Linked DNA regions of Sus scrofa: region 1 is linked to region 2. The links are chromatin contacts, called in public Hi-C maps. All regions are on one chromosome and are shown on one strand. The core of a region is the stretch at or near the end of the contact, and the rest is flanking DNA. Distances in the headings are between cores, read along the strand shown. Region 1 overlaps APBB2 (amyloid beta A4 precursor protein-binding family B member 2). Region 2 overlaps CD38 (CD38 molecule).

What was found. A called contact is a pair of places that touch in the nucleus more often than the background predicts.
Region 1: a Hi-C map of omental adipose tissue shows a contact between it and region 2, with 7 times the contacts expected there. The contact joins two enhancer-like sites. A contact is called at or near these places in 4 of 47 Hi-C or Micro-C datasets (mesenteric adipose tissue, omental adipose tissue, retroperitoneal adipose tissue and 1 more).

Annotation. Positions count from the first base shown.
Region 1 is chr8:32,248,643-32,251,342 of Sscrofa11.1, forward strand. All of the region lies in intron 1 of APBB2 (amyloid beta A4 precursor protein-binding family B member 2), which reads right to left. Among named protein-coding and RNA genes, the nearest start is that of APBB2, 52 kb to the right of the region's middle. Within about 2 kb of position 1,434, at least 28 of the 83 cell types and tissues checked have an H3K27ac peak or open chromatin away from gene starts, as enhancers often do. A contact at or near this core is called in omental adipose tissue, where this site is marked.
Region 2 is chr8:11,101,410-11,104,109 of Sscrofa11.1, forward strand. The region is part of intron 1 of CD38 (CD38 molecule); the gene reads left to right. Among named protein-coding and RNA genes, the nearest start is that of CD38, 19 kb to the left of the region's middle. Within about 2 kb of position 1,427, at least 2 of the 83 cell types and tissues checked have an H3K27ac peak or open chromatin away from gene starts, as enhancers often do. A contact at or near this core is called in omental adipose tissue, where this site is marked.

The DNA.
Region 1 (2,700 bases), core at 184-2,683, about 21 Mb after region 2:
ATTCAAACCCACGATAAAAATCTAGCCTTCTCAACTCTTTTTGTTTCGTTTTGTTTTGTTTTTGTCTTTTTCTAGGGCTGCACCCATGGCATATGGAGTTTCCCAGGCTAGGGGTCTAATCGGAGCCGTAGCCTCCGGCCTAAGCCACAGCCACAGCAACACAGGATCCGAGCTGCGTCTGCGACCTACACCACAGCTCACGGCAACGCCAGATCCTTGACAGAGTGAGCGAGGCCAGGGATCGAACCAGCAACCTCATGGTTCCTAGTCAGATTCATTAATCCCTGAGCCATGACAGGAACTCCTGCCTTCTCAACTCTTTAAGTCTAGTCTGTTATTTTCTTTATTTTCTCTATAAAATTGCTATGGACTCTGTCAAGTCTCATATTTACTTTTCTTGTTATTAGGAAATTTCCATGCGCTATCAAGCGCCTCAAAGCTGCAGAAAAAGCGAAGGGATGTGGATAATCTATAAACTGGAATCTCATTCCTAGAATAAAGACGAGAAGCTTGTAAACCTATTTTCAGCCTAATGAACAGAAAATAAATAGAAGCATCCAAAGAAAATGAAGGCAATCAAGAAATAACATTAAGGAGGGAAGCAAAAGGCTTAAGGGCAAAAAAAATTCACAGGATGCTGCTATGTGGGTGCTGGAGAAACAATGCTGCTTACTGGGAAACATCAAGGATGAAAAACAAGGATGGAGAGATGATTCAGACGCAGCATGTGAGGGCTGCCAGGGGCTGGCGGCCTGGATGGGAGGACAAGGGTCTGAGATCAGCAAGGAAGTGACGGGAGCTCTGCTGCTTAAGCGATTAGTCAGAAGGCTGAAGGAAGCGCACCAGGCTCCCTCCCGTCTCCCGCCCTCCAGGGCCAGGCCATTACCAGACTCTCCTTCCCAACAGAGGCAATGGTTTTTCTTAAATACTAGACAGACCGGAAAGATGGGGAGAATCTCTCCCTCCGCACTGCACCCCAGGCATCGGGGAGGACGTCAGAGGAGACGTCAGGAAGCTGAGCACGTGCACAGAAAAAACCAGCAGCCAGGGGACCAGATTCTCCTCAGCCCCGCCAGGGTCACCTCACCAAATCCCTCAGCATCTCGGCCATCAGCATCCAAGTGCCAGGCGGACGGGATGACCTCTCGGAGGCAAGTCCCCGTCACTAGCTGCCTTCCGGGGTTACCCTGTTCTCCCACTCACCCCCCATGGGCGGCGGCGAGCGCTCCAGTGTGCTTCCAACCCCGAGAGAGGGACAGAACCAGGAAGACACGGAATGTCCTTAAGCCTCGACAGCCTCTTAGAACTAGAAATCCCAGATATAAGCAAAACGACTGGGGCCAGCAAAAATGACCTCTGCCACTTACTGAGCTGTTACCATGTGCCAGGCACTGTTCAAAGCACACCACCTACACTGGCTCACTGAATCCTCACAACAACCCTGTTAGGAAGGTAGGTGAAGTCCCTGGTCCAGGGGACACAACTTGTGGTGAAGCTGGCTCTAGAAGCTGAGCTCCAGAGCCTGAGCTCCGCTTAGTCACTACACATGTAGCACTTAAATGTCCCACCTAATGACAGGGCACTGCTTTGCTCTCTGTCTGAAATTCTATCAACTTACAATAACAATGCACATCACAGAATGCCACCAGCTTCCCTGGAGAAAAGGAGATGACACGTGTGGAGAAAGGATCTGGCAAACACACAGCTGGAGTGAAACCATGCCCTGTACAGACATGGCACCTGGATGCCAGACCCTTTCTTCCCGAGTGTGGGCCCCAAGTCTCTCTCCAAAGAGCAGCTTTCCAGGGACTAGAGGCAACAGGGACCCACCCAGTGAACTCACTCAGGGGAGTCTGTGAGGCCCAGAGTGCTGAATGGAGGACTCAAGTCATACAGGTCCTTGCCAAATGGGCCAGGGCTAGAACCTGAGCCCCCCAAATGCCAGTTTCACATCCTTCAGTCCTTTACAAACGAGATTCATGTTTTATCTCTTACTTTATTTCACACCTTTTAATATGGAAACTTTCAAACACATAACAAAGCAGAAAAAAATGAATGAATCCCCATACACCCAGGACCCAGCTTCAACAACTACCAACTCACCCAATCTAGTTTGCTCTCCATACCCACCTACTTCCCCTCCACCACCTCCGCCAACTCCAGGGTGTTTGGAGGTAAACTCCAGGCATCACCTCCTTCCATCCACAGATATTTCAGTACATTGTCTCTTATCATTAATGATACTCTAAAGCATAAGCTCACTGACATTATCATTTCTATAAAAACTAATCATCATTTTTGTTTTCTTTTTCGGCCGCCCCATAGCATATGGAGTTCCCAGGGCAGGGATCAGATCTGAGACGGAGTTGTGACTTACGCCGCAGCTGTGCCACAGGACCCTTGAGCCCACTGTGCTGGACTGGGGATCAAACCTCTGTCCTGGTGCTGCAGGGACGCCTCCGATCCCGCGGTGCCACAGCAACACTCCCATAATTTCTTAGCATCAGTTCTCTCATCAGTGCTCAAACTCCCCCAATTGTCTTTTTTTTTTTTTTTTTTTAACAGTCTGTTTGAATCAGAATCTATCTATAGTGTCTACACTGCAACTGGTTGATATATTTTCTAAGTCTCTTTTAACCTCTAGGTTGGCTCTTCATCTCTGTCTCTCTTTTCTCTAACAATATATTCACGGAAGAAGCC
Region 2 (2,700 bases), core at 177-2,676:
TTTTTTAATTTCATTTTTTAATTCAATTTTTTAAATTTAAAAACATTTATGCAATTTAAAAGGTTACTTTCCATTTCCAAGTGTTTACAAAATATTGACTGCATTCCCTGTGTCGTATAATAATACATCCTTGAGCTTCTCTTCCAAGCTGTCCTTGAGCTTCTTGTCACAAGATGATTGCTGCTGCTCCAGCCATTACATCCTCATAGAATGATATCTGGGAACAGAGAGCAGGAGGATGGGCAAGAGGACCCTCCTCATGTGTCTCTTCATCAGGGAACAACATTTAAAAAAAATTTTTTTTTTGCTTTTTAGGGCTGCACCTGTGGCATATGGAAGTTCCCAAGCTGAGGGGGGGGGTGGAATCAGAGTACAGCTGCCAGCCTACACCACAGCCACAGCAACACTGGATCCTTAACCCACTGGGTGAGGCCAGGGATGGAACCTGCATCCTCATGGATCCTAGTCTAGTTCTTTAACTGCTGAGCCTCGAAGGGAACTCTCAGGGAATAAGAAGCCCTCCCTCAGCTACCTCCGTGCTTTCCCTTGAATGTCATTAGCCGGAATTGGGTCACTTGACTCCCCAAACTGTAAAGGAGGCTGGCGAAGTGAGTATTTGGTATTTGGAATCTCTCTGATAGGAAACATGCTTTGCCAATAGGGAATTAAGGGGGAGGTGTATCTATGTAGCTTGGGAAGCAATGATATCTGCCACGTAACATATGGCCACACCGATCTCCAGATTTGTGGTATCAATTTCCTTTCACAGAAGCAGCGTGAATTTCCTTGTTCTGGTACCTCCTCACTGTCACTTGGAATTGTCAAACAGTTTTGCCTGTCTCTTTGTGGGCTTAATCTTTCCCTGATTACAAACACAACTGATCATTTTTTAAATGCATATATGGGTCCTTCTGATTTCTTCTGTGAAATGCCTCTTTGTCTTTTGCCTTTTTTTTTTTTGTATTAAATTGCCTCTCTTCTTTACACACTTAGGATTCTAACTTTTTTGTCAGTTGTGTGAATTACAAATATATTCTCCCAGTAGGTGGTTTGACTGTTTTCCTTTTCTTCTTCTTTTCTTTTTTTTTTTTTGGACTGCATCCATGGCATGTGAAAGTTCCAGGGCCAGGGATCAAACTGGAGCTACTGCAGTGACAGCAGGTTCTTAACCCCGCATGCCGCCGGGAAACTCCTTGGCTCTTGACTTTATTTAGTGGGTCCCTTGTTTTACTGAAGATTTTAATATGATCATATTTATCTTTTATGGTTGTGGCGTTTGTATCTTGAAATTAAGTGTTTTACCTATTTGGAATGTATCTTTGTGTGTGGTGTTAAGGTAGGAACCTAATTTCACTTTTTTTCCTACGGATGGATAGTCAGTTGTGTGAGTACTAATTATCAAATCATCTATCCTATATCAAGGGCTTTGTAGTGTCACTTCTGTAGCATATCAGGTTTACTAGTTCATTTCTGGGCTCTAACCTGGTTTATGGTCTGTTTATACCATTTCCACATTGTCTAAATAACTGATGTCCTAACACCCAATAATGTGTCTCTACTTCCTGTTATATCAGTTTACTTTTTTAAAACATCTATGTAAACAGAGTCATAGACTATGTGCTCTTTTTGTCTTTGGCCTCTTTCATGGTTTTGGCAGGATGTTTTTGTAATTCACCCACGTTTTTGTGTATGTTAATAGTTTCTTCCCTGGGAGTTCCCACTGTGGCTCAGCGGTAATGAACCTGACTAGTATCCATGAGGATGCAGGTTCAATCCCTGGCCTTACTCAGTGGGTTAAGGATCCAGCACTGCCACGAGCTGTGGTATAGGTCGCAGATGTGGCTCGGATCCTGTGGTGCTGTTGCTGTGGCTGTGGCATAGGTTGGCAGCTGCAGCTCCAGCTCAACCCCTAGCCTGGGAATTTCCATATGCTTCAGGTGTAGCCCTAAAAAGATGAAAAAAAAAAAGTAGTTTCTTCCTTTTTATTGCTGAGTAGTAGTCCATAGTGTGTATATATCCCAATTTGTCCATCCATTTGTTTTGCATTCACTTTTTTTTTTGTATTCATTTTTTGAACATTATGAGTAAATAAATCCTCTACGGAGTTTAATATATAAGTTACTGTGTGGACATGTGGTTTCGTTTTTCTTGGGTAAATGTCTAGAAGCTGAGCCATGTGGTTTGGCTATTTAAGAAACTGGTAAACTGTTTTACAAGGTAATTGTATGGTTTTGATGTTCACCATTGGCGTATGAATATTCTAGGTGTTACGCATCCTTATTAAACTTCTTACTGTCAGGCTTTTACATGTTAGCCCTTCTGGTGGGTTTGCAGTTGTGTGGTAATGATGGTTTTGAATTGCTTTTCCCTCGTGACTAATAATGTTGAACATTGTCTCATGGTCTTATTGAAGTATGTAGTCAAATCTTTTGCCAATCTGCAGAAAAAATTAGGTAAGTTTTTGTTCTCACTGAGTTGTAGGCGGTTTATGTATTCTGCAGAAAAGTCCTTGGTCAGATGTATCCTGAAACTTCTTTCACTTGGTGACTCGCCTTTTCATGTTCTTTTAAAGTGCAAAGTTTGTCTAGATCACCAAGCTTTTCAGTGGTTTTGTTTTTTGGTTTTTGGGGTTTTTAAAAATACTTTTTAAGGCTGCACCCACGGCATGTGGCAGCTCCCAGGCTAGGGGTCTAATCGGAG